Regions from separate parts of the Arachis hypogaea genome. Here region 1 is linked to region 2. Evidence: chromatin contacts called from public Hi-C data. All regions are on one chromosome and are shown on one strand. The core of a region is the stretch at or near the end of the contact, and the rest is flanking DNA. Distances in the headings are between cores, read along the strand shown.

Region 1 (6,311 bases), core at 91-2,590, 140 kb after region 2:
TTAGAAGGAATATTTTTTTGTTAAAGTCTACTCTTTTAAAGAAGAGTTCAATTAGAAGGAATCTAATATTTTCTAACAAATAGGAGCTATGTATATTTCTAATTCTAAACTTTAATTATAAATTCTAAATCTAACCTTCTAACTCTAATCCTCTAAAAATGAAAATTAAAAAGACAATTTTATAATAAAAATTAATTAATTAAAAAATAACTTTTTATATGATTTAATTTAAATTATTTGGTCTAAATCTAAATCTTTTACGTGATAATAATTTGAAGTTTTTGAAACAAATTTCATAGACTAAACTAAATATAATTGGCAATATATGATGAAACTATATATATCGCAATGAATTTTAACTTTGTTAGAGAGCATTGATTATTCAAATGTTGGAAATTAAATCAAAATAAAAAAATTAAAAGAAGCAAAAAGCATGGTTAATTTAATCGGATTAATCGATAACTAATTATTAAACTGGTTCGACTTAGGTAAAAGATCAGTTGATACCGAATTGGTAAAATTATAAAAAAAATTGATTAATCAATTGAACCGATATAATTTTAATACTTAATCGATTTAAAATAATAAAAAAATTATTTTTATAATATATATTTTATACATAATATATTATTTTATTATATATAAATACTAAAATTTTTAAATTTCTAATTCTATTGATTTAGTACTCGGTCTATTTTCGGTACTTTGGCTAAAAAAATATTAAGAACAAAACTCAAATTTACTGTATCTATAAGAATTGAAAAAAAAAAACCCATCGTTTTTCCTTCAATAATGTATAACTTTGAGTAGAATAAGTCTTTTACAGAGTTTATTTAATTAAAAATGAACCAAAACTAGAAAATTGCCATATATACAATTCTACTCAGCTTGGTCATAATGGTTTATAGATAGTAGGCAGCTCATAGTCAAAACTGACAGATGCATGAAGCAGCATTATTATTGTGGCAAAATTTAAGTGCAAGATGTAAGAAACAAAATCATAAGTCAAAATCATGCCAAAAGTAATTTCTCTGAAATTAGTCTTCATAGGAAATATATATACTCCTATAAATTCTCTTACTGTAATTTATATTGGTTATTTAATAATAAAATCAAGTAAGAATAGTACTAGTCAAAGAACCCGTACATTAATTATCCAGAATATTACTTCATTACAAATATAACCCCAGTAATGAAGTAGAATTTGATTAGAGTGATAAGATAAGCTCCCTGATTCTTAACACGAGTAGTTTAGTCAAATAATGCATGAATGAGAAAACAGTAAGTAATGGGAAAAAAAAAAAAAACAATATGAATGAGGTTTAGAGAGTGGGAACAGTGATCAATAGGATGAAATACGCGAGGACCCGAAAGTGACTTTTTCTTTTTTATTTAAAATAAAAAATAAAAAAAATAAAACTCCGTGGATGCTTTCCTTTTCTCTTTCTCTTTCATTGTTTCTTGTTTGCGCAGAATCTTCGCGTTTCTGAAAATTTGCCTTCCTTCCAATCCAACCCACTTACTCCTTTTTCTTTATCAAAATAAAAGTATTATTTCATTAGTATATATATAAAATTCACATTCACATTCACATTCACAATCACATAACATAATTATTAATTAATAATAATAAAAAATAAGAAGAAGAATAATCTGTCGCAGAATAACACAAAAAACACACAGAGTCATTCAATATTTATTCCATTCCCATTTCCCCAACTTCTCCTCGCTCGCCATTTCCCTTTCTTTCCCTGTCTCTGAAACTCTCATCAATCAAACGATCTGAATTGAATTCCAACCGCAAACAGAGAAGAAGAAGAAGAAGAAGATCGAATTAGAATGGGTTCGGTTCCTGCAGAACTGAGCTTAGACATTAGAGCACCAACGCCACCACCCCCACCACCACCGTCAACACCGAGTTTCATTCCCAAAACCATAACTGATTTCCTCTCCGCGCTTTCAACCACGGGAATCACCGCATCTGAGAAGCAATCCAGGATCAACGGTTTCCTCTCTCACTTGGAAGACGAATACAACAAGATCCACGCCTTCAAGCGCGAGCTTCCTCTCTCCATGCTCCTCCTCAGCGACGGTTCTTCCTCTTTCCTCCTTCGATTCTCCTCTTTCTTCGTTAGGCTTTTCAAATTATTCATTTATTTGTTTATTTCTTTCTTTGTTTGGTTGCAGCAATTGTGGCACTGAAAGAGGAATTGGAGAAATGCAGTGAAGGTGAGCGTAAATCTGAGCCAGTGCTGGAAGTGTTCATTCCTTTGAAGAGAGAGTTCGATCATAGCGAAGACGATGAAGAACATAATAATAATAATAATAATAATGATAATAACAACAACAATAACAATATTCGACAGGAGAAAGAATGCAGAGATAAGATGAGTTGGATGAGTTCCGTTCAGCTCTGGAACGCTTCTTCTTCAACCACACTTAACAATAATAATAATAATAATGCCTTTGATAATAATCACAAACACCATCACCAAAATCATCATCATAAATTCGGAACAAAGGTAAATAAACAGTAATAAATAACTTAAAATTCACGCACACTGTTTTTTTAGGCCTAGTGAGTGATCTTAACATAGAGTTGTTTGTGTTGTGTTAACAGAAGAATCAGGAATGTGTGGTTGAGAATCCTTTTCAATCTCATAGCAATGTTAGAAATAATGGAGGAAGAGGGTTTATGCCTTTTACTTCATACACTTCTTGTTCAGTGCCGGTCACTACTGTGGCTCTCTCTGCAACCAAAGAAGAGAAGGAAGATATTGGTGCTATTAATAGGCTTCCTCTGTTGACCCCTGCTGCTGCTGGTGGTGGAGTGAAGACTCTCAGGGAAGGTTCTGGTTCGAGTGGATCCAGAACCAGCTCCAACAACAGGCCGGTTTCCACGTCTTCTCCTCCGGCGGCTGCACACCGCACTGCCATGATGCCTCTTCAGCCTCAGCAGACTGCTAGGAAACAGAGGAGGTGCTGGTCCCCGGAGCTGCACCGACGATTTGTCAATGCGTTGCAAAAGCTTGGTGGTTCTCAAGGTTAGTCGTGAATTCATGATGATCAATCAGTATTTAATTTTTCATTGTTAGATATAGTAGTACTATTGTTTGTGAATTGTGATCTATGATTGATTTGCTTGAATTAGGAATGTTGTTATTGTGTTACTTTACTTTTGGTAATGAAGTGGAAGACTCTTAAATATTGTACTGATTTGGAAACTGCATTTAAAAGCCTTTTTAAGTTTGGGGAGTTGATGCTACAATTTATATACGAATTTGATGTGTTGGATTTATGAGTGAAACTGTGACTTAGATTGAAGTTAGATCAGGCAACAGATATATATGGGAATTTTGTGTGATTACGTATGTTTATATATAGATCATATTATATCATTTATATATGTCAATCTATGTAAACGCAAATTTGTAGCTCTTAATCGTATAAAATCTTGTGTGGTTGATTTGTCTGATTTAAGGTTTTCTGGGTTCTGTATATTTCAGTGGCAACACCAAAGCAGATTAGAGAACTCATGCAGGTTGATGGACTCACAAACGATGAAGTGAAGAGCCATTTACAAGTGAGTTCTCGCTATTCCAATTTTGTTGTGTCTATTTTTGTTTTGGGGATGAGGCAATTATGGGAAAAAAGCAACTAAACCTTACATCACTTAGGTCCCGTTTGGTAACTCTGATAACATACTTATAGAGAGATACTAGAAAAAGTGAAAAACACAAACCTGTTTGAAAAACGAGACAAGAGAAAAAAGGCAACATGTCTTTGTTTGGGAACAAAAATAGAGAGAGAACTTTTCTGTCTTGTTTCTGTTTTCTTTGTATTTTCTGTCTTGAGACCCTTATCAAATACAATCTAAGTTAATAGGTTAACTGCAGTCCGTTACATATATCAAACGATATTGCAGCTTCCTATGATGTGAGAAAGTCTGGATTGGATGTTAATGTGCTGTTTCTTTTATGACTATTATTATTGCAGAAATACCGGCTTCATACAAGAAGAGTTCCATCTGGAAGTGGTAACCATAGTCATAATCATAATCAATCTGTTGTAGTTCTTGGAGGATTGTGGATGTCACAAGGGCAAGATCAGTGCAATGACTCATCAAAGGGTAGTAGCTCTGGTTCCGGTTCGCCGCAGAGCCCCCTGCATTTAGCCACCAGATCTCGGGGAGGAACGTCCCCGGCTGAGGCTGATGACAGCATGGAAGATGATGAAGATGCAAAATCAGAAAGCTATAGCTGGAAAAGCCACACTCATCACAAACAAGTAAAAGTTGTTGATGTATAGGAAAAAAGTATACAAAAAAAGAGGAAAAAATACTACTCTCCACCATGAATTTTGCAGATAAAAGTATACATGGGAGGAGGTGATTTTTACCACTATATAAGTTAAGAGAATAATACATGACATGATGATATATAAAAGAAAAAAAAAAAGAAAAAGAGAAATGGGGAGGATCAACGGAGAGGCTATTCGAACATTTTTGAAGGCTTAGTTTTCCTTCTATACTACTACTGCTACTTGAGGTTTTATGAGACTACGAATTAAAAATCCTTTTCCTCCACATCAAGCAGTTCATTCTTTCCCAAACACCATATATTGGCATTCAATGATTTCAGGCCAAATATGTTGAGTTCAGGTTGTTATTGCAAATCAAATAGCACCTCCAATAGTTATCTGGCTTTGGTTTTTGACAAGATGGCCTTGATTGATGATCAATTCAATTTGCTACTCTCCGAACCTTTTTATCCTTATCTCATAATATAGTCAAATTGTCAAGATAACTTTCCTTTAATAATTTATGGGGATGGAAAAGAGAGTCTAGGTTTACATTAAAATCAAGATATTTCGCCATCGATGTGACATTGTATTAATTGGCTTGACACAGAATTGGAGAACAAGTTACACGTGTATTCCAACCTCAATTTTAAATTTTTAGAAAGAAAAAAAATGCTATTTTAATCCACATTTAGTGACACAAAAAAGAGGATTTTTCAATATTTTTCTACTTGGTAAAAAACAAAAAAAGGAAATTCGCCTTATATAATTCCGATTAATTTAGTTATTTGCAAAGCTGTTTATAATTGACAACTTTGAATTGTCGCTATATAGCATTAATGTTGTTATTGTTATACAGTAAAATGGTTTTTAGCAAACGTTTTGCTAGTGCCCTATTACCGTATATTGTAGAAAGATGTAGACATGAACGAATGAAGCTGAAACCCAATATCTTAGTTGTGGATTAGATAGTATGACAAGCTGATTGAAAGCGCCTCCTATTTGTGTCTTTATCTCTAAGATACTCTATCAACACTACTCACTCATTGATGAGGGTGGTTGTTTATTTTTTGTTTAGTAGTGTATATATTTAATGTTAATTACAGCGTCATTACTGAGGTTGACACTTATTAATAGTTAGCAGTGTCTCCAAATTCTTCCCACATAAAACAACTTAGGCGTGTTCACAGAACAGGGAGTAAGAGGAGAAACATTTAACGTGTGATTCACTAATAATAATATTTATTTACTAATTACTTATTCTTGTATATTCTTAAACAATTCCACTAGCTTAGTGAATGTACTGAAAGTTTCCAGAATGGGTTGTAAAATGAATCCAGAACTTGTGGGTCAAAATGATGATCGGATTGTCTGATCGAAGCAATGAGAGTGGTACCTATAAAAACACTTCGACGCTCAAATTGAAATAGATTTAAAAGGTGTGGGACTCTCCTTTATATAGGTGGCAATAATTATCCTATCTTATCTTATTTGGCCAAGATAAGGGGTATTTGAATTTGAATGTCGATTAGAAGGTCTAGTAGGCCGGTTTTAGGCCTTCTAGAAATAGGAGGCAGGCTGATTCGGGTATTCGGATTTAGGAGCCGTTCTGGGTGCAAGATCCGAAGGCCAGATCCGTAACAGGGAGTTATCAACCAATATTCAACCAATATTTAGAATGAGTTTTAATTAATTATTTAGCTGGATAAAATGTAAGTCTATTCAATTTTTTTTTAAAAATCATCTTTTCTCTTTTTTTTTTCTTCTTCTTCCTTCCAACATCACAATTTTGTTTTTAACGCTAGATAACTACCGCTAATCACTGTTGCCGATAGCCACCGCTAATCACTGTCGCCGACTGACCATTATAAATTTTAAACCTTAAACTCTCGATCTCAAATTATAAACCTTAAATTTTTTTAAATTCCAAAATCTGAATCCTATATTCTAAATTTTAAATTCTAAATTATAAATTTTAAGTTTTAAACTTTCTAAAGATGAAGGTTGAAAAA
Region 2 (5,587 bases), core at 334-2,833:
CAAATGATTATGTATTGATGTGAAATTTTATGATTTAGAATGTATAATTTTCTTACCCAACAGTGACTTTTATATAATGTTATTTCGGTGAAAAAAAATTAATAATGTGATGTTTATTTAAACTTATACTAGTGTCATTTTTTTTTTCTAATTCTTTGTGAAACAATACAGTTGAACTGAATGTATGTGCAAAATTATTTTGAACGAATAGATATATCATATATGAACTTGTTATAAAATATTTGTATTTTTGCATATGCAATGTATTGAACTTTGAATTAATATCGTCCAGCACTGTATTTAGGTGCAAATATTTATAACTAGCACCACCTATAAATATCAAAGATATCAAAACTACGGCTTTAGGGGGTTAATTGAAGGTCCATATAAAAAGTACTCATAGCACCATACTTTCTTGCCCTTTTTTCTTGGGTCGTGGAATGCTTCTATGCTTTGAAGATGTGTATAATTGTCAAACATTGAGCTTAATTTAGAGCTCATGTGAATGTGGTTGGCAGAAAATGCATGTAATGCCACCCCATTTGATAATTAAGACCGTTCATGATTTTATCAACTTAGGATTCAACATGTGGGTTGCATTTTCTGCCGTATGTTGAAGAAAAAGGGTTACCATAATAATAATAATGTTTCATAAGGTCATCTCCAATTTAACACGCATACTCACTCCCTTCCCCTATAAGGAGACTATCAAATACTTCTCTACAAGTCAATCAAACAAAAGTAATGCTTGTTTAAGTATTTTATTTTACTTTAGTAGATTGTTTTTGACAAAGTTTACATTGTATTATTGCAACATCAGTTATTTGGTTTACACTTAAAAAAATACATAATAGTACTAACGAATAATAATATAATTCACAAGTAATAAGCCTCATTTTCTTTCTACATTATCAAGTTTTATATTTTAGAAGATTCAAAATCTTCTTAATCTTGGTTTTGTCATTACAAAAAAATTTGATAAAATCTGGTAATATACTTTCTTTTTTTGTTCAAAACTGTCATAATCATCAGAATCGCCACTAAATACAAGTCAATTATGGAGATAATAAAAAAGTCATAATATCTGAATATTACGACGATTTTAAAGAATTGCTCTAATATAAATGTCATTTTAAATTCTTTTTTCTAGCGTATGCATGTGTGATGTCTGAAAATTAATATTTTTAAAATTGTTTATTGGAAAAAAAATTAATAAGATAACTACTTTGATATTCTTTGAAAATTAGCGAATAAATTATTTTTTTATATATTATTGCATAATAAATCTAATTGTATATGCAGTTAAAAATGTGTAAACTGTAAAATAAGTTTATTATAGAAGAATACATAAAAAAAATCCTAGAATAAAGTATGAAAGAAGCTAAGGGGAGGAAGTGGGCGATGGAATTAGGATGAGGTTAAGAGAAAAAGAAAAGGACAAAATTAGGTGTTGGAGGAGGCATGATTGAGCTATTAAGATTAAGAATGAGAATCTTATTTAATTTAAAATGGAAGGTGGTGGTCCCTTTTTGCTCACCGCCGTTTGATATGCGGCGAACCGATTCCCCTTTTCTCTTCTGACTTACCTCTCTCATCATTTGCCACCGTCACCTTATTATATATACTTCTCTCTCTCTCTCATCCTTCGTTCCTTTCTTTCTCTTTTTCTTCTCTCTATTTTTACTTAATTACCCACAATATGTAGATAGTATTTTAATCAACTATATTATAGATACATTAAAATTAATTATTAATCTAAAATATATATTAAAATAAATTAAATTATATTAAATTATACAAATATTTATATATAAATATATAATCACTAATTTTAATGTATATATAATATTTTGTAGTTAAATATCAATATTTTCTAATAATTAATATGTATTTTTTGTTTTATTAATTAAAAATATTATAAATAAAAAATTAATTAATAATAAATATATTTTTATATAAATATCAAGAATATTTAATGTACATATAGTATTATTGAATTATCTAAATATTTTTAAAATAAAAAAATTCTCTGTTTCAATTTGTCTATCAAATTTTAAAACATATAAAATTGTGAGTATCTAGTTTCCTGTTTTTAATGATTCACTTAATTTAATTACTATTTAAAAGTAATTCTATTTACTTGCAAAATTTTGCATAATTTTCAAATGTTATATTATTTTTTTATATGTGTTCTTCTATTTTAATAGTTCTATATTAAAACTGTGGGATGGAATTAGGGATGGATAGGCTATCTAATCCCATCCTATTAAAAGTCTGTCTGACTCTAATTAATGAGAGGATTTTAAATTTCTATTCTTTTTCGTTTAACGGTAGCTTGGTGGACTAAATTTGCCAATTCTTTTTTTTTAAAGAATTATTAAACTGTTAATTATTAAAAAATATATAATTTCACAAACATTTCAATAAAAAAATATTATCCAAAATAAATATAATTATCAAATTAAGTTCTTTGAAATTATAATTAAACATAATTATAAAAAATTATAATTTTTAAATTCATAAATACTAAAATCTTTATAATTCTAAATATCTAATAAACATAATCATTAATTAAGTTTTTTGAAACAAAATAATAAAACTAATATTGTCCAAAATAAAATTAATATGAGCCTAAGTAATTTTTTGTCAAAATTAAAAAATATAGAATGATAGGCCCGCCAAACAAGCTCGCCTCACCTCCACCAAAATCTATTAATTAAGTGGTGTGAATTAGGTGGGTATTTTTATTATAGCAGTCTCAAATTTATTATCCGACCAATTTCTTTTAGTGAATAACACAAGTTTATCTGACAAGTTTTGTCCTCTTATCACCTCTAAATGGAGTGACTTTTTTGATAGTTTTTTCCATAACTTCTATACCTTATTATTGAATCTGTTTTTAGTTTTTAGCTCTTGTCATTATGTTCCCCCCAATCTCCACTCTTCTTTTCCATTCCACTGATTAAGTTTCTTGTACAGATGTAGATTTTATTTCATTGCATTTTTAATTAATGACTAGAATAGTACTGAAAGCTTATGTCATTGATAAAAAAACCTTAAAAAAAATAAATCATAGATAAATCTTAAACAAAATATTCAAAAAAAATTAATTTTGTATTTGATAAATATTTTGTGTATTTGATTCAAACTTTTGTAAGAACATTTTAATAACTATTTAGAATTTACATAAAAAAAAAGTGAAATTCAATCACTAGACATTTTAAAAAAAATTCAATCATTCACATAAAAGAATATATTAAAAAAATCATTTATGTCTTTATGGTAAAATCACTAAATTTAAAAAAAAAATCTCATTTTTCTGGTCATACTTATAAAAAAATCTTATTAAAATCCTGTTGAAGTATTATTAGCAACATAGTAGTAGTAGCTGTAGCATAACGTAGCAGCAAAGGGTCGATAGCTTGGCATGTAAATTAACAACAATTAGTTTATATTAGTTAGTGAATTAGCTGGTGAGTTAATTAGAGGCCGCACAGTCAGCAATAATTAGTTAGATGATATTTAGAGTAGACATGTGTATATATAATGTAATAAGTGAAACTGTTGAACTCGAACTTCATCATAAGGATTGCCAGTTTATATATATATATAGAGTGCTTTAATTGAGTACGAACATACTTTCTGGGGTATAAGACATTTTCCCTTTATTATTGATTTTGTAGGATATGTGAGGAGGTTGTAGAAGTAAAGCATGAATTGATTGAGCTGCAAAAGCATATCTCAGCTTAAGGTATTCTTGTACATGATTTAAATTGGAAGAGTGGAATAAGTCGAGCCACAATCCTGCTGAAATTCAATCATTGTCACAAAAGTCTATGCTGTTAGGCAATTATTTGAGGGTTTAGATTTATATCTTAATTGATTAATCTTTAAATTCAGGTGTTATATTATGTGATTAGGTGATAAATTAGTTCTTACATATATTTGGATGGACTAAAATTATTTGAATTTTGTTATTTGATTAATGTAAAATAAAGGCTAGCTTCTACGAGATTATTTGATAGTGAATTAATATGGTTCTTAGATTTTTTACTATGTTTTTGATATTGAGCATTAAGGGTATAATAAAGTGTTTTAGAAAGATAGTGGTAGTTTAACCGAGAACTAAGTATTTAAAAATATTAAAATCTAACTCTAAAGATATTGTGATGATTTAGAATCGCCACTAAATAAAGGAAAAAGATGTCGCACGAATTAAAAATTTAGTGACAGTTTTAAACTGCTATTAAATATATTGTGATGGTATAAAAAGTCACTAAATATAGGAAAAAAATTGTCACAAGAATAAGTAATTTAGTGACGGTTTCATACCGTCACTGAATATATTGTCACACTTTTAAACAGTCACGAAATATAAGAAAAAAACTATCACAAAATTTAGAAATTTAGTGACAGTTTCATACCATCATTATATATAGCATAAAACGCTGAAACAAATATTACAAATTAGTAACAATCTTTTACTTCTAAAGTCACAAACAACTTAACAAAACAACGGTAGTCCAAAATTATCACTACGCCACTCAAATCAGTGACACTTTTTTAATTGTTGCGTAAAATTTTAGCGATGGTTAAAATGATCATTAGACATTAAAGAAAAGAGTTGTGAAAATATTGTTTCGTTGCAGTAACCAAGCTTAACTTGAGGAGGGTGTTGAAGTATTATTAATAGCATAGTAGCTGTAGCTTAGCAAAGGGTCGATAGCTTGCCATGTAAATTAACAACAATTAGTTGATTAGTTAGGGAATTAGTTGGTGAGTTAGTTAGAGGCTGTGCAGTCAGCAATGATAATTAGACGATATTTAGAGTATAGAAAGTGTTAGATAAACAATGACCATCTTAAATAACATGAACAACTATCAATTAAATAAAAGTATACTACACCTCTAAATTAATCATCTAAATCTTAATATTAAAATAACTATCCGTACACTTAATAAAATAAACATCCGATATATTTATTATTTACATTGTTTAATATTTTTATTATCTACTTATATTTTTTTCTTAAAGTATTCATATGTGTATATAGTGTAATAAATGAAACTGTTGAACTCGAAGTTCATCATTATTCAAGAATCATATTGGAATCGTGTCTCACTTTCTATTTTTTTTTCTACTCTCGTCTTCTCAAATCACTAGATTTTCTTTAAATCCGATTGCTAATCTTTTTTAGAATATTTTTAATATTTGTTTAATTTTATCATTTTTTATAGATTTATTTGTGATTCTTATTTTTTTAGTAATGTATACTTTTGATACCATTTAATAATAATAATAATAATAATAATAATAATAATAATAATAATAATAATAATAATAATGCGGGAAACGCCTGCAGCATGCAATTGATTTTAGTTTAATGCTTTGGATCTATAAATTAATTGGTGCATGCTATGATGTCTATATATATTTGTCTAACTTAGTAAAATAAGATAAAATTTAATATTTAAATTAAAAATATAAAATAAATAATTTTTTAATATTTAAAATTTACTATAAAAAATAATTTCGACAATTTCGACACCAAAATTACAGACACCACAGAATTGGCCAAATTAATTA

The links. A called contact is a pair of places that touch in the nucleus more often than the background predicts.
Region 1: a contact with region 2 is called in a Hi-C map of leaf, with 2.1 times the contacts expected there. The contact joins the promoter of LOC112715527 here to the enhancer-like site in region 2. A contact is called at or near these places in 2 of 8 Hi-C or Micro-C datasets (both in leaf).

The regions. Positions count from the first base shown.
Region 1 is chr10:31,708,614-31,714,924 of arahy.Tifrunner.gnm2.J5K5, forward strand. LOC112715527 (transcription factor HHO2) reads left to right here and starts at 1,341. Exons shown (of 5, transcript XM_025767304.3): 1 at 1,341-2,092; 2 at 2,188-2,522; 3 at 2,621-3,044; 4 at 3,507-3,583; 5 at 3,997-4,501. The coding sequence starts at 1,840. The coding sequence ends at 4,308.
Region 2 is chr10:31,567,053-31,572,639 of arahy.Tifrunner.gnm2.J5K5, forward strand. No RefSeq gene overlaps it. Among protein-coding and RNA genes, the nearest start is that of LOC112715526, 8.2 kb to the left of the region's middle. Within about 2 kb of position 1,584, at least 1 of the 3 cell types and tissues checked has open chromatin away from gene starts, as enhancers often do.